Regions from separate parts of the Mus musculus genome. Here regions 1, 2, 3, 5, 6 and 7 are each linked to region 4. Evidence: chromatin contacts called from public ChIA-PET and HiChIP or PLAC-seq data. All regions are on one chromosome and are shown on one strand. The core of a region is the stretch at or near the end of the contact, and the rest is flanking DNA. Distances in the headings are between cores, read along the strand shown.

Region 1 (2,700 bases), core at 48-2,547, 410 kb before region 4:
GTGGAAGAGATGTGAGTGTGTGCGCACGGCCACACTGCAGAGTGCACGTGACAGTGGAAGAGATGTGAGTGTGTGCGCACGGCCACACTGCAGAGTGCACGTGGCAGTGGAAGAGATGTGAGTGTGTGCACACGGCCACACTGCAGAGTGCACGTGACAGTGGAAGAGAGGTAACCGTTCTCCTTTTGTCGGTGGAGTTCGGCATTGGTGGCAAGAGCCTTTACTTTCTGAGCTCTCTTGTCAGCTTGCAGGAACTTGCTCTTAAGGTAACTAACTCGTCAAGGGCCAGGAGAGGAGAAATTCACAGTGAGAAAGATATTAACCCACTCATGACAGCTTCACTCCATCACCTAAATACCACTCATAAGCCTTACTTCCTAACGTGGCCTCATTTCAGGAATAGAGGTTAGGACTCATGAAACCTGGGGCCACATTAGACCTTAGCTACCTTCTCACAGTACCTGGCCCCGCCTGTGAGAGAATGAAGTCAGAGAGCTCAACCTCTGGTCTCTCTGACTCCATGGGGCACTAATTCTGTCAGGGGTGGAGCCTGACCCTGCAAACTCATTTAATCGTAATTACCCTGTCATCACATGTAGTCACACTGGAAACGACATGTGCAGCTTTTGACTATGTTGAGGGTAGTTCAGTGTGGTAGGGTTCCATGAAGGACTCCTGCTGATTGACTTGCCATCCCCTCAGCATGGTTCAATTTCAAAGATCTAATGACTGAGGAGTACATAGGCCAGCACTTCTAAGAGCAATGGAGAAGGCAGAGAGGTCTTAGGGGTGCCTCTGCTTCAGTTTTGTTGCCCAGCAAGCAAGAATTTAACTCAGTTCAACCCTCAGCCCCATTTATTCTTCTGAGAGGCAGGGGCTACGGAGGCTCTTGTTATAACTCCAAGAAAGTTTGAGTCATGGACCCAAAGTAACCAGTACAGCACATTCAGAGTAGAGGAGAGATTTTAGCACAGGAGAATACACTCAGTGGTCCTCAGTGTGGTGCTGGCATTTTCTGGAGCTGCTCTTAGTTGTCATAGTCCATCCGAGTAGAGGGAGGCTGCAATCCCCAGGGCAGACCTTCAGCAGAGCATTACCAGACCCTTATCTATGCTGGGACTGAGCCAGCCTAATTTCATTCTGTGCTAGTTACTTACTCCAAATGCAGCACAGTGCAGGTCCTGCTCTTGAAAGCAAGAGAAAAAACGGTGGAGCGCCCAGAGCAAAGGCAGGTACTGACTTCTTGGGGCAAATCAAGTTGCTGGGTGGTGGTGACCTTAGCAGTGGCCACTAGGTGGTGCTGTAGCCACAGAGCCCTCCTCCTCCTCCCCCTGACCACAGATGGTGCTAATTCACATCTCCCTGTGTGGTTTCCCTTGTTATCAGCTTCTGTTTCGCTGGATCTGGAATAAGTGTGGTTTCTGAGCTCAGAGGGGAAGATCCAGCTCTGAGGTGCAGGCTCAGGAATGTTCTGAGGCCATTGGGACAATTCCAAAGTCTTGACCTTTAATATGGGGTCTTTGGAGTTTTATCTTGGTGACCCTTTTGAAATCCATTTAGGGCTAGGATTAACAGTACGTCCTTTGAAAGTTTTAGCTTCTTGGTGAAGTACCTTGAAGATCTGATGTAAATCCTTTGAGGTGGCCTCTGCTGTGCAGCTGACATGTACATCACCTTTCAGAACTTCCTGTCTGAGGATTTCAGACCTCTAGGTCGGAGCCATTAGCTGTCATCACGGGTCACCAATCTGTAATGGAGAACTTAGCTGCCTCACAGGGCTCTTGTGACCTTTATTCCAGTCTCCCCACTTCTCCAGACATGGCTCCTGATGACCCTCTCTGCCCTCTGCATTGGTGCTATTTCAGATTCGATACAAAAGTGATCCGACATGTGCATGGCTCTAAAAGGAAGTGGGAGCAGTGTGGGAGCTGCCTGCAAAGCCCAGCAGACACACACCTTTGGCTTTCAGGACAGTTTATTAAAAGTAGCTTTTGAGGCAGTGTTCTCTTTGTAGTGTAGTTTGGCCTCAAACTCTCAGTCTTCCTGCCTCAGCTTCCAAAGTGCTGGGATTAAAGGCATGGGCCACAACACCCAGCTCTGCTTCAGTCTCTGAGTGCCACCATCACAGTATATGTATGCCATATGCCCTGCTGCTTTTATTTTTACTTTTTAGTTTTAGTGGGGGAGTCATTGTAAAACAGCATAACATAGTCACAGAAGTGCAGTCAGGTGCCTGTAGCCTCCCACCCTGCACCCAGCCATGCAGGCCGTCCTACTCACTCTGCTGTTCCTGCATGTGACTCGCCCTGATCTATATTGTTATTAAATGAACCTGACTGTGGGCATCTAGGTGCTTTCCAGGTTCTCACTATTACGCTATTACAGGGAGGCATTGCACAGATGCTACTGTTGCCTCTTTGTTTGGTGACCTAAGTAACAGAGGCCCAAGAGACTGAGATTACTTACTGACTCCCAGGTTTATTATAACAGAATACCACAGAATGTCAGCCACAGTGAGGGGGTAGTAGAAAAATCCCAGCCACACAGTGGGCCCCTTTACTGATCCCTAACCCCCCACAGAACCTTGTAGAGGACTTAAAAAAGCCCCTGTGAGGAGCAGATGAACCTTGTGGCTGTCTCAGGTGTAGAATGTAGCCAGACTTTCTTCACACACCTTAAGCTGCTAGCTTTTGTGCCATT
Region 2 (2,850 bases), core at 245-2,744, 310 kb before region 4:
AAAACACCTCTGCACCCAGAGAGTGCTACCTGGAGAGGGTCACAGCTTCTCCACTGCACCTGACATCCTGGAAGGGGAAGACAGGCAGTTCAGTATAATTGAATTTTTGTGTTCTGTTAGGTGTAGCCTCAGGCCTGAGAGTACCCATAGCCCCGAGCCATGGGCTCCTCCACAGTGCACTTTGCTGCTAGTCTGTCCTCTACACCCTCTTCTCAAAGAGTAGAAATGATCCCGATCAATACCCACTGACAGTGGCTGGACAGCTGGCTCACTCCACCTCAGCCCTGTATTTACACTAGGATAGAAGCCCATCCTGGTGCTGGGAATTGGAACGCTCTTCCACGCCTTCTCTTTGCTGTATACATGTTTGCCTAGCAAATAATAGCTGAACATACTTCCTTTGTAAAAGACTAAAACCACGCATAGTCTGCTAAAAGGTGAATGTCATCTTCCTCTCCTGCCCAGTGCCTCACCCAGGCTAGCCTGGGGCATGCGGCTCTTGATTCCCCGCCCTTGTATCTGCACACACTCACACCTGTCTTCCCACAGAGCCTGGCCTGCTTGTATCACGGTTGTCACCCCAGCCCTGACATGGGCCTTGCTCTTATTTGCTACTCAGTAAATATTGACCTACTGAATGGCTGCCATTTTTACACAACTAGGACTGTATTCATCGTGTTCTGCAATTTAGTTTTGGCACTTTGAAGTGGGGCTTTCCTGTGTCAGGAACATGGGTGGAGCTTATTGTACTTGACTGCATTCAGTGGAAGTGCCCAGTGTATGATGTCCATTGTGCAAGTACCATGAGCACGGGCATTGTACTGCATCTGGTTACTCAGTGTCTCAGAGGACCTGGAGCGTGAGTGTGAGCCCTGTCGGCAGCTGTATTCCAGCCTGGTGCTTTACTGGAAGGGACTTACCACTGTGCAATTGCTGGGCTGAGTTAGAGCTAGTAGGGACCTTAATGATAGCTCATATCTTGAAAAACTGGCCATCTTTGCCACCTGTGTGACAGAAAAACAGCTTCCATCCAAGAGTCCTCAACTTGAAGCCCTTGTCAAGGGTCAGGAGGTGGCCCAGAGAAGGCTCCTAGCTCAGAGAATGGAGTTGGTTAGAAGGCCAAGACGACTGTCAGGGAGCAGGATTCAGCCTGCCAGGCCCCCCCTCCAAGCCAGTCGGCCCATCAGAGAGGTGCCAGGGAAGACTTCCTGCAGCTGGAATTTCTGCATCCATCACTCCTGTGTCCAGGCCACACAGCTGCAGTCACTCAGATTCCGGCCATCCTTCACACTCAGAATTGCTGTTTAGACATTCCCAGCCCTCCACTCTGTCGGTGTTTATTTTAAAATCATCCAGAAACATGCTTGCAATGTTAGTTAGCTCTGTCAAACTCTCCATTGCATCAGGCAGTAGTACGTCATGTGCATGGGCCCAGGTCCTCAGAAGACTCACTTGAGGAGGACCTGCCTCAGAGGAATGCGCTTCAGAAGCCCTTTGAAAGTCATGGCTGAGGGAAAGCAGTTTGCTGTGTTTGTGGGTTCTCTGAATCAGCTCAGGGGCCACTCAGAGAAGGGATGACAGGCAAGCAAACCACAGTCTTCTGTGACAAATGTCCTCAGGCAGCAAAATGTGATGTTGACAGGCACGGGTACTGCTGCGGAGCCCAGGCTCCACCATGGACCATTCATTGCTACACGTCTTCCAGTAATCCCTCTCCCCAGCCCCCAGAGCAACTGCAGCCCTGGTGCAGTGCGCTTTTAAAGCACCCCACCTCCTCTCTCTGTAAAGCCCTGAGGCAAGCAGTTTTCCCCTCTGTTTATATCTACCACACACACACTGTGAGCTGCTTCTATTAAAAGCAGTCAGAGATTGATAACGGGTGTTAAGAAGGATGTCACTTATTTCACAGGGTGAAAGGGAAGTTGCTGTGGCTTTCAGTAAAAGCTCACAGACCTAGGCCGTGGCAGCATGCTAACCACTGGGGGGCAGTGGAGCTGTGTGCCCCCAGCAGCTTCCTTCCCTGGCACTCCTTGAGTCTTAGGACTCCTCACCTTAGAGGACAGGGAAGGGCACCAAGAAGGAGGCAGATGGAAAGGTAGGGATGAGGGTTCTCTCTATAATGTGACCACCAGCTCAGGGATATGAGGACACATCCTCAGCCTGACCTTGGGGTCCCTTCATTGGAAAATGGGAAAGCTTCATGCACTATACGCCTGAGGCACAGCAGGCCTCTGAGAGGTGTTGCCAGCTGAGACTGGATGGAGGTCTGAGTTCTCCTTCTGAATCACCCCACTTTTCTTCACAGGCCAGGGGTGCTCACTAACTGAGCTGAGCAGAGGTCTCCGATACCATAGGGCTGGTGGGGTGACTTCATCACCCCCCAGCTACCATAGGTTTATTTCGGCATGGGCTTCCCTACCAGCTGGCACTCCCTCTCTGTTTGGGCCTAACGGTCAGGAGCCCTCCATATCCAGGAACTATCAGCTCTTCGAAAAGCATATTCATCTCATCCCCTGGCGAGCAAGGTTCCCAAGGTTTTCCTAAAAGTCATTTTGGAAATGCAGATTTGAGCACAGTTGACTTCAGTTCCTGGCACTTCAACCCTTCCTTCACACCTCTCTGGTTCTTGGCATCATGGTGAGAGCAGAAGTATGGAGCTGGAGTCCGTTAGAGTCTGAGTACCAAGGCTTTGTGTGACCCTGGGTGTCTCTCTGAAACTGTGAGCCTCAGTTGCTACATGTACAAAACAAAATGCTTGTAGAAACTAAACGGTCCATAATATAACCCTGGGTGCATGGCAGCTGTTATGCTAACTGCTGCATCATGGAGTCCTTAGCAGGGGAAGAGTCA
Region 3 (2,925 bases), core at 50-2,549, 280 kb after region 4:
GTTAGTACTGAGGAATCCTTGTGACATTTAAAAAACTTTTCAAGTATTCAAAATGTTAAGGGTGAAAAAAGGTCTTTGTATTGACAGCCAACAGTTTCTGGCGGATCACAAGCCTGCAATGCATCTTGGGATTCCTTCAGGTCGCTTTAGTGCCACCGATACTTAAAACGCAATTACAGTTCCAAACGTAGAAACTACAGTAGGAGCAGCTCTCTGGGCCAGCGAAGAGACAAGTCCTGTCCCCCAAACCCTAGACTTTCACACCCTCCTCCTGCCGGACTTCAAGCCCTATCAGTCCCCACTTCTGGGCCTCGTGGCACTGACTGGCCCAGGGCTGGCAGGGTCCCATACAGTTCCTATGCCTAGGGGTGAACCGCGTGCGGCCTTCCGCGGCGGGGCAATCGCCCCCGGGTCCCCTGGTCTCTGCTCCTCCTGGCCCAGGCGCCCCAAGCCAAGCAGCTCCCAGACTGGAGGCGCCCCACCCAGACCAGCCGGCGCCGCTGTCAGCGCCCCACGTGCGGGCCGGCCGGCCTCCCGTCCTCTCCACCCAGCCCACCGCGGAACTCCGGCCCCAGGCCGCCGCCCGTGCCTTGGGGATATCCAGCCCGGCAACTTACCCGAAGGGCCTCCCGCGCCGCTGCCTGCTCCGTGGTCGCCTCCGGCTGCGCCAGCTGGGGATAGCGGCGGCTGGGCCGGACCCCGCAGGAAGGACGGCACGAATTCAGCGGCGTGGACGTTGGGGACGAAAGGCTTGGCGTTGACGTTGAGTTGCCGGCTGAAAGCCGCGCTGAGGTTCTCACGCTGGGCCTCGGCCACCGCGGCCATGGAGCCGCTGCCGCTCCCGCCGCCGCCGCAAGGCCCGGGCCCGGGGGCCTCCATATCCGTCTGGTCCCAGCAGTCGGGCGCAGAGTCGCTGCTGCTGCTGCTCCCGCCGCCGCCGCCACCGCCGCCACCGCCGCTGCTAGGATCCATGATCGGGGGGGCCGTGTGTGTGGTGAAGAGAGGGCGGGAAATGGAGGCGGGGGCGGCCGACCGGGGAGGAGCAGGCCGCGCTGACCCGGGGAGGACGGCAAGACTGGGGAGCTGACAGTCAATGACTCACTCGCCGGCGTCCTGGGCAGCAGCTACAGTCCAGACAGTACACTCGAGACCAGGTCGACAGCGGCTCAACCCTCCTCGTGTGTGCGAAAGGATCTCCTCCCACCCAACCCCAACTACCGCCGCCGGCCTCACCGCCAACCCCACGTTTGGAGAGAATTGACCTCTCGCTACCACCCGTACCTTCGCCTCGGTAGTTCCCGTCTGTGTCCGCCCGCGTTTCCGCCTACGAAGCGCGGCCGATAGCTAAACTACAAGTCCCGACAGTACCCGCGAAGACCCGGTGCGGTTTTCTCGGGGGCTGACGGGAGTCGGAGTTCAGCGCTCAAGCGTCACCGGAAGCGGCTGGAACTCCCGGCAGGCAGCGCGAGGAGGCAGAAGTCTGGTGGCCCATCTGTCGCAGGGTGGGGGTAGGGGTAGGCTCTACTCGGCTAGGGCAAGACGGTGGGCCGAGCCCTTCCGCACGAGGCGACGATCCACCCTAGCCTGTGAGAACACCCGGTCCGCAGGCCTAACCTAGAGGAATTTTTTTTTCTTCTCCCTTTTCGGCGCCTTTTCTGTCTCCCAGTCTATATACCTTATTCTCTTTCTCTCCACCCGCAGCCAGAGTTTGCCCTACATTTCAAAGCCGGCGGGAGGCGTCTTTCCTTTTATGTATTCATTTTTGGAAGAGGCAGTAAAACCATGAGATGTTACAGCTGAAACTGCGTGTGGCTCATAAAGGTCCAAGGATGTCCGGCAAAAGGATCCTTAACTGGAAAATTTCAGTGACTCATGTTATGTTTGACTAGTCATTAAAAGCCCGCACCTAAAATGTTTTTTCGTCCTTTCATCCTCCCTGCCAGGAGATTTACAAATTAATCGGGATTGCCATATTTTTTAGTGTACCCAGCGGTACCTAATAGTGGCTATTTTGGTGCTTCCAGTTCCTTAGCTGCCATTAGGTAAAGTGCTGTTCTTTTGAAAGGCCGCATCTGTCAGCTATTCTTACAGTCCTTTAATAATGAGGGCATCTCACACTTTCAAGTTGCATTTTAGTAATTGTGGGGTAAGTGACAAGCAAGAAAAAATAAAATTCACCTTTATTTTTTACTGCACGAAGTAGGAATACCTGTTCTAAATACCTGTTAAATGCTCCTGTAATTCACCCATGGAGACCAAGACAAAGAAAAGTATACTCTTAATTTTACTTGCTCTGAAAAGAGTCTAGACAGAATGCAACTAACCTACTTGGAAATTACAGAGTAACATATTCAAAATGTTCAAACAACGAGTTTTTTTTTTTTTTAAATCTGGATCTAAGATATCTAAATTGGAATGCTGACTTTAAACATTTGTATAATAAAAAGTGAGAATTTGGCCTAACGAGAGAGGTAATAGACAAAGTTGTCAATAATTTTTTGTTTGTTTTGTTTTTGTTTTGTTGGGTTTTTTGGTTTTTCGAGACAGGGTTTCTCTGTATAGCCATGGCTGTCCTGGAACTCACTCTGTAGACCAGGTTGGCCTCGAACTCAGAAATCCACCTGCCTCTGCCTTCCAAGTGCTGGGATTAAAGGCCAGCACCACCAATGCCCGGCTTTGTCAATTACTTTTTAAAGCAAGGCTTCAAACTAGCTCTTTTTTTCTTCTTTTTGTGGTTGGTTAGTTAGGTTTTGGTCGGTTGGTTGGCTGGTTGGTTGGTTGGTTAAGCAGAGACAAATGAAGCCCAGGCTGGCCCTGAACTCCAGTCCTTTTATCTTACTTTCCAAGTGCTGGAACTCTCTGCCTGTCTACCACCAAGCTCAGCTTGAACTGGTTTTTTGTAAATGACTTTTTTTTTCTTGCATG
Region 4 (2,907 bases), core at 55-2,554:
GTGCATTTCTCATTTTCTACTTTTTTGAGTGTTTCTCGCCATATTCTCAGTCCTTCCAAGGACCTTAGACCTGAAACCAGCCAGTTAACACCCACACCACACCCTAACTAGAATGACCAATGTCCCTCCCTGGCCCCATGCTCCTGTCTCATCTCTGTCACCACTGCAAAGATCTGCACTGGCAGTCTTGCTTACATGTCCCCAAGCAGGCTTTGTCTCCGTAGGCCTCCCTCTGACGGCTGCCAGCGTCCACCTGAGACAAGTGCACAGAGCACACAGGACAGGTAGGAGCCCTGCCTCAGCTGCCAGCATCCTAGCTCTTTGCTGTAGCTGTCCAGGGCACCTTCCCATTGCCTGTCTTCCTGACTCCCTGTGGGTTCTGTAAAGAGCAAGAATGGAAATGTGTTAATAGCACCTTAGCAGCTATAAGCACGGCCAAAACGTCACGGTGACTCACAGGTGAGCCACTACTCCACCCTACCTAAGACAGAAAAGGCTTCCCTGAATAAGTAACACTTTGGGTACAAAATCCAGGAAAGTCCCAAGCAATGTAGAACAAGATAGTCCCAGTGGTACCGAGAAAACACTTGCAGAGAACAGTACCGACGTTTAAATGCCACACAAGACCCATCTCGAGATCTGGAAGGATAGAGTTAGGTAGGTGTAGTTGATGTAGGCCTGTAATTCCCAAGGAGGCTGGGCTGGAGGGTCAAGGCCAGGCTGGGCTATATAGACCCTCTCAAAAAGGGGGTGCATTAGGGAGATAGGTCAGTTGGTGATATGTTTGTCTTGAAAACACAAAGACCTGAGTCTGACCCCCCAAAACCCATGTTTTAAAAATAGCTAGGCATAATACTTCATGGCTATGAGGTAGAGACAGGCAACTCTCTGGGGCTCACTTGGCAGTAATCTTCGCCTACTGGGTGACCTCTAGGTCAGTAAGGTGGAACTCCCAAGAAACTACAATCAAGGCTGACGTCTGTCCTCCTCACACAGACGCAATGGGTCATCTGGAAACAAAAGCTCTGACTTAGAATCTAAGGAGAGGAAGTGGTCAGTCTGTCAGTCAGGGGAAGTCGCTGACGTCATGACAAGTGTTCATGCGGCACTTCACACTTCCATTCAGATGTGAGGCTCTAGTGAGAGCTGGGCAGAGTGGCTGGCCACTTTCCGGACGGAGACTGCAGCCAGCCCTTTGCTACCTCCAGATTCCTACTGGTGAAATATGGCTCAGCAGGGTGCCCTGGAATGTCCAGGCAGGAGGTCAAGCAAGCCACGATGTGGGTGGATAGACACTGACAGGGAAGTGTGGAGGCGGTAGCAGAGCATGTTGAAACCAGAGAGAGGAAAACAAAGCGCCAGTTTAGCAGGCTCACAGCTTGCTCATTTTGTAATCGCTGGTGAATGCTCATGTGGCACAAGTCCCCAGGCTGGTGGAAGGGGCTTCTTTCGAGGTCCACCCATCCCTGGGTCTAGGGAAGGATAAGGACAAGATTAAGGGGGTGCATTAGGGAGATAGGGTTGAAGACAAGGGTGTAGGCGAGGAGGGGAAAGACCCCATCCTTCCTCTCTGTCATGAGGGACAAAGGGACAAAGACAAGTTGAAAGGATCTGGAGGGCAGACGGTGACTCCTGGACCTCCAGATGTCCTGTAGGCTAAAGGCTGTCAACACGCCCCAGTAGCACCAAACAACCAGCTCTGAGTCCCACGGGGAGATCCACTCAACAGTGACTCCTGCGTGGGCCCCTCCTGACACCTCCCTACGTGGCTTCCTGACATTCTGAACGGATTCTGCCTCTTCCTGGGGCATGAGTAAATTCTGCAACCTTAACTCGGTTTACCCCAAGACAAGTCAGCGACTCCTGCATGCAGAGTTCGGAGCTGCGTGTCATCATAAGAGCCTTTCTAAAAGGAAGACAAAATCAGAGGCTACACTAACCCTGGAAAATGTAGAGGAAGAAGCCACAGGCCAAGGTAGAGCCCCTCTCCCATGTCCAAATGACCCCTACCAGAACAAAGCCAAGATGGCACCTTAACATTGGCCCAAGGACCCACCTGAGGATGTGTCTCATTCTCTGCCATCCCGTATTGTATGTTCTTTTATTGTTGTTTTTAGGCAGGGCTGAGGCTAGCCATAGACTTCTGACCCTCCTGGCTTTTCACCTCCCTAGTACTAGAATTCTAGGCCTGTGGCACCATTGCTGGATTATGTTGTGCTGGGGACTGAACAGGTCTTTGTGCCTGCTAGGCAAGCACTCCTCCAACTGAGCTATACTCTCAGCCCCTCTGACTCCATTTTAAGCTGTGAGTTGGCTCTCCTCTGTGTAATTGAGGCCTGTAAGCTCCCAGAGGGCTTCTGGTACGACAGACCCTGTCTTCTAGGCAGCTTTCTGCCCAGGCCTCACAGGGGCCTCACCTTTTCTCTATCACAGTGAAGTCTACTCCTTGGCCCTACCACCTCTCTCTCTCACACACACAGGTGCACCCTCTCTCACTGGTACACCTTCTGTACAAGGCCTCTTCCTTCCCTGGCCACAGCCCCTTCCTAATTTCTGCTTTCCTCAGGTTCTGAGCTCAGGCTTGGGGACCACATCTTCCTGGCAAGATAATGCTACCCTGACTTGTGGTTTCTTTCCACAGTGGGTCACCAACAACTCAGGGTTCCCTCACTCAACTCAAACCCTACAAACAGAGCACAGGCCTTCCCCCGGCCATGCCCTGTACGTCTTCCCATTCTAGGCAGGCCTCACCCTCTCAAAACAGGGACGCTCCACCACCACGAAGGGAAAGAACGCCATAGCTCTCCACACTCCCAGCAGATGAAAACCTGCCATGTGGAACACAGCACATCTCAGAGTGGTAGAGTCCAAATTCCGGCAAATGATCCAGAGAAAAAAAATCTGCAA
Region 5 (2,757 bases), core at 240-2,739, 340 kb before region 4:
CCAGCCATGCCTAGGAGGGCATGGTACTTCCCTCTTCACACCATCAGTCACAGTGGAGCACTGCACAGGTTTTCAACGTCTCCTCTATCTAGTGCGGAGTCCCCTCCCAGAGTGCTCCTCCATGGTGCCCCTTTCAGCTTGGAAATGTTAACTCTACAGGTTGTTTATGATTTGAAAAAGTTGGGGCTCCCAAGCCCCTGAAGTGTTTGCCTTTATTGCTTCCTAACTGTGTGCCCTTGGGCGGGTTACTTTTAATCTGAGTCTGGCTGTTTGTCATCTCTGCAGTGGAGACCTCTGAGTTGAAATACCCAGCAGCTGGCCTCACACAGGACCCATAAGCCAAAAGTGTGTCCTCTCCCTCATCCCACCCCACAGGAAGTGTGTCCCCTCCCCTCATCCCACCCCACAGGAAGTGTGTTCCCTCATCCCACCCTACAGGAAGCTTCCTGGGGTTTGCTTCTTTTACTCCAGTGTTTATGCGTTCTGCTGGACAATGCTTGCCATTCTCCAGAAACACTAAGGCAACACACCTGCAACTACAGTCAGTCCTCAGCTGCCCCTAGAACACTGGCTTCTGAGCTAGCGTGAGTGAGTGCCACTCAAGCTGCTCACACATTCTTTAGTGACTCAGGTTTATTACCAAAGGGATGACAGACCCTGAGACTCACTGTTATCCCCACCCCCATGGAGAGAATGGGAGGAATCCCATGGAGGAGGTCCTGGCACTGTAGGAGCAATGGAACCAATCTGTATTGTAAGAAGGCCCTGCTGTGAAACCAGTGCCAAGAACAGCCTGGAGTGGGAACATGGCTCTGCCACCCTGCTCTGGGATACAGGGATTTTGAAAAAGGGACTCAGGCCTCTGGAAAACAGTGTTAAACATGTCCCACAAAGGAAGGCAGCCAGTCAGCACTAGGCGGTCATGGGGCCCTCTGACTTAAATGAAGGGAAAAGTACACACACACAACTTGGAGAATGAAAAGAGCCTGCCACTCATCTGGCACACGAGAAATATAGGCCCCGTCTAACCCAGAGCTGGCTCATTTGTGGCCCAAGTACAGGAGGGCCTTTGCTGAGGCTTCCTGTGCTGTCTCTCCTAGATAAAGCCCATGAATGTGGAGTATCTCATGATGGATGCTTCCATCCTCCTGCCCCCAACGGGCACTCCACTGACTGGCATTGACTTTGTGAAGCGGCTGCCATGTGGTGATGTGGAGAAGACGAGGCGGGTGAGTAAGTGCTTTCTGGCCTCTCCTAGGCCATAGGGAAAGGGTCTTTAGATCAGTTGAAGCCTACCACCAATAGGTGTCTAGTCACCTGGAAAGAATAGCCTCACGCATGCACCTACTACCATACATGGCTTTCTTTCCAAAGCCTGGTGCCCTTGGAAATTGGAGATTGAGATTCTGTGGCAACTGGCACCTCTGTGGGCTGCTGTCAGACTACCTGCGCCAGGGCAGAGTGCAGCCAAAACCCTGGATGGAGGCCAAGCCAATCTTCTTTGAAGCAAGGGAACCCAGAGCCTAGAACAGCCAGTGTGGGAGGTGGATGTGAGCCCTAGGCACACTGGCAAGCTGTCCGATAGTGAGAGGATGGTGCTGGCTGCGCAGGAGAGCGTGCGTACAGAGCCCTGTTCTTAGAACAGCAGAGGTGATCCCCTTATCAGCACTTTGTTCTGAGGCGGCCGCTCTAGGAAGCAGCCTCGCTCAGGCTCTTCACAGTATTTTATCTCCTGCGTAAGATCTCGGTTTCTTTCTTAGAAAGCAGCACTGCCTTTTCCTGGAAAATCATTCCCTGGAGACATGACTGGGAGTGGATAATTTAGAGGCACTCATGATCGCTCCCAGGCTCACTACATCGTCCTTGGTCTGCTTGTGGCTTGGGGGTCTCACTTTAGGATTTCAGAAAGCAAGTGACATAAAGTTGTGTGTGCCTCAGACAAGAACCTCTGTGACCTCCTCCGCCCTGCTGGCACTTTTAACCATGTGCTCAGGGGCTACAGAGGAAGTGGAGACTTTGTATCTTCAAGCAACACACATTCCCAGCCCCCTGAGCAAACCACAGACTCCTGCAAGTTGTCCTCTGACCTCCATGTGTGCACACAACACAAATACTTTTTTTAAGTGTAAGATCAAAATACCAAAAGTGCCCCTGACTCCTGCCAGCCCATAAGGGACATCCATGTTGAAATCAAAGTCATCACAGTTTGGGGTTCCAAGCAGAACTTGAATTTGAGTTATCCCCACTCAGGTAGGGGCAGTTGGAAGGAGTGGCTGAGAAAGAACATGAGTTCCTTAGTCAGGCCTACAGAGGTTATAGCTGTGTGATCTTGGAAGCATTGTTTAAGTCCCTGAGCCTAAAGTTCCTCCTGTGCCCCCTCAGCTTTTGCCCACAGTAGCTGGCAGGATGGCTGTGAAGTTTCTGGCCGACAGTAAACACTGAAAGTGTGTTGGTGGGAAAGGAGTGCAATGCACCAGTGTCTTAAGATGAGCGAGAGGTTCCACTCAAGGACTCGCTAAGCTTAGTGCAGAGGAGAGCCAGCAGGGGGCGCGGGCAAATGGTAAAGTCTGAACTGAAGTATCAGCTATCTGGGAAGCCACTGCCCAAGGGTCCCTGTGCTAGGGTGTTGTGTTTGGTACTAGGGATGAGGCCAGAGCATGCACATGCCAGCACATGCTCACCCTCCTCTCAGTTTTGATTGAGACAGTGTCTTACTAAGTAGCCCAGATTGGCTTCTACCTCAGCCTCCCAGATATC
Region 6 (2,900 bases), core at 100-2,599, 350 kb after region 4:
GTTTCTAGCTCTTCATTATTTTCTTATTTCTGATCAAGAGCCTAAGTTCTCCAGGCTGGGTGACTCCAGCCTCATATCCAGCAGGCAAAATAGTCTTTCAACTCCATATTTAAAATAGGGCAAAACCCTGGATTTCACAGTTGCTGTGAATTTAGCTCTTGTGTTCTCTCAGCACCTACCCACCTTTCCTCTCACTGTTGCCTAGAGTCAGTTGGACAACTCTTGTAGTTCCCTTAACCCACTGACCCACTGTCATTCTCCTCAGACCCATTACAATGCATTCTCATTCTAGAAAGTTCTCTCTCTCTCTCTCTCTCTCTCTCTCTCTCTCTCTCACACACACACACACACACACACACACCCACCACAAATTCTCCCAAGTGCCTCAGGCAGTAATTCGATTCTTCTGTGAATGTTGGTATTAAAGGTGTGCATGGTCACACCAGGATTGTAAGTGAAGTTTCAAATTCTGACTGCATCACTGTGCTTTGCACTTTTATTCCCACATCCATCATCAAGAAAGTACAAACTCTCCTGCCTGCAGGGCCTTGCACGTGCTACTCCAACTACTGAACTATATCCACCACTCCGGTTTTACCACTCCGGTTTTACTTTTTATTTCGAGAGTCTTGAGAAGTTACCCAGAATGGCTTTGAATTCACCTTTTGTTTTTGTTTGTACAGAGAGTTGAAGCTTGGGCCTCCTGCATGCAAGGCATGTGCCCTCTCTACCAAACTTTTTTTTTTTTTTTTTTTTTTTTTCGAGTCAGGGTTTCTCTGTATAGCCCTGGCTGTCCTGCAACTCACTTTGTAGACCAGGCTGGCCTCGAACTCAGAAATCCGGGATTAAAGGCGTGCGTTACCACGCCGGCCATCCACAGCTCTTGAATTCTTGCAGCTCAGGCTCCTGACTTATCCTCTTGAATGTTGGGATTTAAAGCCTGTACCACCAGGCCCTGCAGGCCCATTACTCTTTTTTTCTCTCTTCTCTTTGAGACAGTCTCAAGCAGCCCCATCTAGCCTCGAAATCATTGAGTAGTTCAAGGTTGACCTTGAACTTCTGATCCACCTGCCTTCCCCCGAGTGCTGGTTTGACGGACATGCAACACACTACTCCAAGCTCTCGGTACGCGTATATCGCATCCTTGTCCGAACTTCAGTCTAAATGGATGTCTTTTTCTTGGCTCGGGGATTGGGAGGCATTGATTTTGTGAGGTGCCGGTTCTCTTCCCTGCTACCCTGGGGCGTCGATTTGCCCGAGTATTTTGGTTCCGGGTCGGGAGGCGGGCCCTAGGAGAGTCACTGCTTCCGGGGCGGGGCCAGCGGGCGGGGCGCGCGTTCTCCCGGCCTGTGTGGAGCTCGGCGGCTGCAGACGCGGCGGCGGCGGCAAGGCAGGCGGCGGCCCCGGGAGCAGCAACATGAGCGGTGAGTGGCGGCCCCGCTGCTGTCACCCGCCCCGTAGCGCCACTGCAGCCGCACGCTCCGGGCCCGGTGTGCTCACACGCTGCAGACCCCCGCGGGGTCGCTCGCAGGCTCGGAGCCCTGGCCCGGAGTCTCCTGCACCGCTCCCACTATCCCGGGGCTGGCGCTCCTGTCCCTCTGCCTCACCAGTGACAGCCAACTCCTAGAGCAGAGCTTGCTCCCAATTCCCTCCCAGACAGCCGATCCCTTTGACAGGTTTCCGCACCCCGGATTCTCAGATCTCTGGTACTTGCCTTAGTCCCTCTTTCTCCCGTGACCCTCCTGGGACTCAGCTCCAGTTACCAGCCCCTGGTTTTTAGTTATTCTCTGTTCCAGGTCTCTTCCACCCAGTGACTCCTCTTTCTCCAAAGGCAAAGAGCATCTCTAGACACCCCTGTCACACACAGCAAACCAGAGCGACAGCTCCGGGTCCCCAGAGGTCTCAGTGTTAGGACAGCTTTGTCTTCTTCCCTCCTCTTCCCTGCACCTGTGTCCCCAGAGCTGGCCAGTTAGCCTCGCAGCGTCCCTCTCCCGGTTGTGCCTTTTGTATTTGGGCTGTTAGTTCATGCTTCAGTTCTCTCCATGTCTTCCTCTAGCTCATCGTTTGAAGTCTCCGGTTGTGTCCTGAAGCCCTTTCCTTCTTGCCCAATGCTGAACCTAAATGGGGCTCAAGCGTTGCCCAAGCCAATACCACCAGCAGGGAGGTGGAGCGGGTGGGGAGTCTGGAAGTGAGAGGCAGGTGCTTGTGACGGCTTGTGCTCAGTGATACCGAAGTTTAGTCCCTTTGTCGGAGTCTGTGTCTTCAAGCCTCCCTCTGAAGAGTCCTGATGATGTTTTGATGTTTTGGTGCTAAGTCATTCCTGGGTGTTGCGCGTGGAGATGGGAGTGACTCAGGGAAGGCTTGTGTTGGCTGTTGATTCTCCTGCTGGACTCAGGGATCTGGATTCCCTTAGGAGGACCCGCCTACCCTCGTAGTTTCTGTTTTTTCTTACTGTGCAGCTGGATTTTCGTCTCTGCACCCAGTCTCTAGACTTGCACTCAGGTGTTTCATGGAGCGGAGAGGGTGCTAGGGCAAAGGAGCAAAGGGCAGTCTTAATTTTTTGTTTTTTAAATTATTTCTGTGCATCTTTAAAAAAACGTTAGATGCTTTTTGTTGCTCAAGAGCAAAGTTTATGGAACTGTGGTCTTATTGAGGGGACTAATGGAGGGGTTTTTACAGTTTACGTTCATCTGCCAAAGCAAATTACTGGGTCTAACTTAACACTAATGTTAACAAAAACGTGTGTGCCAGCATCCACCAAAAGGTGATGGAGCCCAATGTACTGGGTTCAAATCCTGGCTCTACCACATAAAGCAATATGCTTTTTTTTTTTTTTTTTTTTTTTTTTTTGGTTTTTGGTTTTTGGTTTTTGGTTTTTCGAGACAGGGTTTTTCTGTATA
Region 7 (2,966 bases), core at 303-2,802, 390 kb before region 4:
ATGTATTATATGTATATACCCACTTTCTTTTTTAATTTTGCGTCTCTTCTTGTCATATACTGATTATACATTACAGATTCATTATGGCATTTTTGTACATGCATATGAAATATTTTATCATATTCAATCCCGTTACACTCTCTTGTCCCATCTCACGCCTGATGATCTGCTTCCCTTTCCCCACTAATTCCCCTGCTGCTTTCATTTCCTTTTTTATTTTTCCCAATGACCAGGGAATTTCAGTAGGGCTCTATACAGGAGCATGTGGGTCCTCCCACCCTCGAGGATCATCGGCCCATACAATCCACAGGGCAAAGGGAGCAGAGATGATGGGGTTGGGGATCTGGAAGCCCTGTGAGTCCGTACAGTGAGTGACTACGCTGGAACCACCCTCGGGGCAGATCAACATTACTTAGGGTGATTGAAGGCTTATAAAGTGTTAGGGGGGCTGAGGGTAGGGACATGCAGGATGGGCGGAGGTGATTGGCTGGGGGGCTTAGGGTACCCTAAGCATGGGGAAGCATTTCAGGGATCTCAGGTGTTGGCTGAACAGGTTTTGTCAAAACCTGTAACCAAACTAAGGCTACCTAACATTCCTCAGAGAGAGGGTTTTGGATTTTCCAGACAAGGTTAGAAAAGGAGAAGATCCACTAATGAAGTGAGTCTCCCATATTCTGCTGATCCCAGAGGCTCTCTAGTCATGGTGGACTTCATCATTAATTAGCAGAGTTTTCCCACAAGAGCATGGGCACCTTACCAGTAGCTACACAACTAAAGAAAATGTTTCTCTGTTTCCCAGAAACTATTACTGCCAATAAGTCCTCACAGAAGACAGAGCAGAGCCTGCACCTCTCCTCCCAACTACCATTAACTGACAGACAATATGTCATCAGGAGGGGTGCGGCCTCGTGAGCTCCCTGACTTCATGACACAACATTGGTAGGTCAGGTCTTATGCACGTCATCACAGCAATTATGAGCTCAGAGTGCAGCAGCCCCATCATGCTTGGGACACAGTTTTCCACAGCACTCCACTCCATCCTCTAGCTCTTACATTTCCCACCTTCTCCATGATGTTCCTTGAAGTTTGAAGGAGGAGGATGTGAGTGTCCCATTCTGACTAAGCATTCAGCAATCATTCACGTCTACCCATTTTCTTTATTACTTCATCTGCTAGCTTGCAGACTTCTAAAGGACATTTTTTAGTGAGGTAATTGTAGATTTGCATGCAGCTGTAAGAAATAACACAGAGATTGTCCCTGGTTTTATCCCATGTGGATGCCTACAGAACTACAGTACCTGACCACAAGTAGGACACAACAAACAGGCTGTGGTTTGCAGCTTAAGCAAAAGCACAGAGCAGATGGCAACTGGCCACCTCTCAGATGGCTCTCAGGAGGTCTGTCCTTTTTCCCCATGGTCTCCTCTTGGGGCAGAGGTCCAGCCTCCACTGTGGGAGACACACCCACTGGTTGCATGAGTGGCTGAACAGAAGGAGCTGGCACTTGAGAGGCTGGTTTCTCTGTAGGTGTTAGATCAAAGCCCCACCTTCTGATGCCTGTAGATGGAAATCCTAGACTAGCTGCCAAGGTAACTGGCAGTTGTGAATTGTTTAACAGTAGTCCTGTGCAAGTTGCCTGCCTTCCCTCTGAGTGACAACAGTCTCCTACTATTTCCTGCCTGGCTCGGATGTGGTTGATCAAACTTGTTTTAACTTCTTGGTCTTTTTTACCCTACTTTCTCCTTCCTGTAATTTGTAGATAAGTTACTGGTATTGCTTCATTTTTACCAGCAGACCTCTTGCAAACCCAAACCAAAATTGGAGAGAAGCAGAGGAGAGACAGAATTATACTGAAGGGCTATAATTTAGGGTTAAATTTAACACAGATCAGAATAGGCAGATAAATGTCTAATTGAAATTCCTGTGTGCATTACCATCATATGGTAGGCAGGCAGGCATGACGCTGGAGCAGGAGCTGAGAGCTTACATCTTATCTACAAGTTGGAGGCCTGGTGTGGGCTTTGAAGCACAGTGCACACCTCCAGCAAGACCACACCAGCTAATTTCTTCCTAAATCATTCAACTGGGAACTAAACATTCAAAACTATAAGACAGTGGGGGCATTCTCATTCGGACTACCACACATACCCAAGAGTGGCAACTCATATGGTAGCCTCTTCTATTGTTTGCAAAGTGATTATGGGTTGGAACTGGGGATGTGCTTCGGTACCTGTAGGTGTTTTTTTAGGTTACCGAAAGACGGAGTAACACCAGAAATGGAGTCCAGGCTGATGTTTAACTTACTGTATCGCATGGGGTAGTTGGTCTTAGGTTTATCATCTTTCTGCTTTACCCTCATGAGTTCAAGGGTACTCAGTGCTGGAATAAATGAGGCAGCAAGGCCAGGGACAGCAGTCATGAGGTGCTTGTGACTTTGTTGTGAAGACTCTCAGCATGCTGTTTCTTGTGCTGTTCACATGTTACACTCTGCATCTGGTACCTGCAGCAGTGAGTGCCTCAAGGTGTCCCAGGTTGAGTTAGTCTGCGTCTCCAGGCCTCAGTCTTATTGCTTCTACAGCTAGAATAACAAACATGGCTTTGAAGGGAGGGCTTCTGCTATGTGTAGTGTTTGTTCTTAGGTCTAGCACCAGTTGGTGCAGGAATGTTAGGTGAGGCTGTACAACCTCATCCCCTATATGGGGCCTATATAAGTGTGCGTGGGTGGGCACGCTGTTGTTGGAACTGAACTATATTCAGCAGGCGCTTGGGGAAGCACTTCAGATGCAGGCAAGGGCATAAAGAGGGCAGGAAGCATCAGCAATAACAAGTGACAGAGACTGCTAAGACTAGAGTAGACATTGCCATTGGTGACAGTGAGCTAAACCCTCAGCTTGCACTCTGCTTTCCAACTTAACCACCAGGTTTCACCTCTAGGTGGTGCAAATATTTTATCACTCATATGTGTG

Evidence for each region. ChIA-PET counts read pairs in DNA pulled down with a chosen protein or histone mark. HiChIP or PLAC-seq counts read pairs in DNA pulled down with a chosen protein or histone mark.
Region 1: a contact with region 4 is called in an H3K27ac HiChIP or PLAC-seq map of regulatory T cells, with 4 times the contacts expected there. The contact joins two enhancer-like sites. A contact is called at or near these places in 1 of 15 datasets of contacts at CTCF or cohesin (large pre-B cells), 1 of 484 Hi-C or Micro-C datasets (the C2C12 cell line) and 4 of 115 datasets of contacts at active chromatin or transcription factors (large pre-B cells, memory CD8 T cells, pancreatic cancer cells and 1 more).
Region 2: a contact with region 4 is called in an RNA polymerase II ChIA-PET map of memory CD8 T cells, with 34 read pairs. The contact joins two enhancer-like sites. A contact is called at or near these places in 1 of 484 Hi-C or Micro-C datasets (liver) and 2 of 115 datasets of contacts at active chromatin or transcription factors (double positive thymocytes and memory CD8 T cells).
Region 3: a contact with region 4 is called in an RNA polymerase II ChIA-PET map of memory CD8 T cells, with 10 read pairs. The contact joins the promoter of Gspt1 here to the enhancer-like site in region 4. A contact is called at or near these places in 7 of 39 promoter capture datasets (the 3T3-L1 cell line, HPC-7-derived erythroid cells, cranial neural crest and 3 more), 2 of 115 datasets of contacts at active chromatin or transcription factors (embryonic stem cells and memory CD8 T cells) and 1 of 9 other capture datasets (adipose tissue).
Region 5: a contact with region 4 is called in an RNA polymerase II ChIA-PET map of memory CD8 T cells, with 15 read pairs. The contact joins two enhancer-like sites. A contact is called at or near these places in 2 of 115 datasets of contacts at active chromatin or transcription factors (memory CD8 T cells and pancreatic cancer cells).
Region 6: an RNA polymerase II ChIA-PET map of memory CD8 T cells shows a contact between it and region 4, with 9 read pairs. The contact joins the promoter of Snx29 here to the enhancer-like site in region 4. A contact is called at or near these places in 15 of 39 promoter capture datasets (the 3T3-L1 cell line, 3T3-L1-derived adipocytes, the HPC-7 cell line and 11 more), 1 of 115 datasets of contacts at active chromatin or transcription factors (memory CD8 T cells) and 1 of 9 other capture datasets (macrophages).
Region 7: an RNA polymerase II ChIA-PET map of memory CD8 T cells shows a contact between it and region 4, with 11 read pairs. The contact joins two enhancer-like sites. A contact is called at or near these places in 1 of 484 Hi-C or Micro-C datasets (the C2C12 cell line) and 6 of 115 datasets of contacts at active chromatin or transcription factors (T-cell acute lymphoblastic leukemia, bone marrow-derived macrophages, embryonic stem cells and 3 more).

What each region holds. Positions count from the first base shown.
Region 1 is chr16:10,564,389-10,567,088 of GRCm38.p6, forward strand. All of the region lies in intron 3 of Clec16a (C-type lectin domain family 16, member A), which reads left to right. Among named protein-coding and RNA genes, the nearest start is that of Clec16a, 20 kb to the left of the region's middle. Within about 2 kb of position 1,298, at least 35 of the 459 cell types and tissues checked have an H3K27ac peak or open chromatin away from gene starts, as enhancers often do. A contact at or near this core is called in regulatory T cells, where this site is marked.
Region 2 is chr16:10,663,822-10,666,671 of GRCm38.p6, forward strand. The region is part of intron 18 of Clec16a (C-type lectin domain family 16, member A); the gene reads left to right. Among named protein-coding and RNA genes, the nearest start is that of Gm52264, 6.9 kb to the left of the region's middle. Within about 2 kb of position 1,495, at least 126 of the 459 cell types and tissues checked have an H3K27ac peak or open chromatin away from gene starts, as enhancers often do. A contact at or near this core is called in liver and memory CD8 T cells, where this site is marked.
Region 3 is chr16:11,253,026-11,255,950 of GRCm38.p6, forward strand. Gspt1 (G1 to S phase transition 1) reads right to left here and starts at 1,300. Exons shown (of 15, transcript NM_146066.2): 1 at 618-1,300. The coding sequence starts at 972. It overlaps LOC115488671, which reads right to left and starts at 611. Exons shown (of 2, transcript XM_030249388.1): 1 at 1-611. It overlaps Mir1945 (microRNA 1945), which reads right to left and starts at 1,420; the gene lies at 1,343-1,420.
Region 4 is chr16:10,975,232-10,978,138 of GRCm38.p6, forward strand. The region is part of intron 1 of Litaf (LPS-induced TN factor); the gene reads right to left. Among named protein-coding and RNA genes, the nearest start is that of Litaf, 16 kb to the right of the region's middle. Within about 2 kb of position 1,305, at least 163 of the 459 cell types and tissues checked have an H3K27ac peak or open chromatin away from gene starts, as enhancers often do. A contact at or near this core is called in adipose tissue, hematopoietic stem and progenitor cells, liver and 2 more, where this site is marked.
Region 5 is chr16:10,637,687-10,640,443 of GRCm38.p6, forward strand. It overlaps Clec16a (C-type lectin domain family 16, member A), which reads left to right. Exons shown (of 23, transcript NM_001204229.1): 17 at 1,101-1,229. Among named protein-coding and RNA genes, the nearest start is that of Gm52264, 19 kb to the right of the region's middle. Within about 2 kb of position 1,490, at least 82 of the 459 cell types and tissues checked have an H3K27ac peak or open chromatin away from gene starts, as enhancers often do. A contact at or near this core is called in memory CD8 T cells, where this site is marked.
Region 6 is chr16:11,321,555-11,324,454 of GRCm38.p6, forward strand. It overlaps Snx29 (sorting nexin 29), which reads left to right and starts at 1,350. Exons shown (of 21, transcript NM_028964.4): 1 at 1,350-1,424. The coding sequence starts at 1,418.
Region 7 is chr16:10,583,824-10,586,789 of GRCm38.p6, forward strand. All of the region lies in intron 9 of Clec16a (C-type lectin domain family 16, member A), which reads left to right. Among named protein-coding and RNA genes, the nearest start is that of Clec16a, 40 kb to the left of the region's middle. Within about 2 kb of position 1,553, at least 64 of the 459 cell types and tissues checked have an H3K27ac peak or open chromatin away from gene starts, as enhancers often do. A contact at or near this core is called in memory CD8 T cells and regulatory T cells, where this site is marked.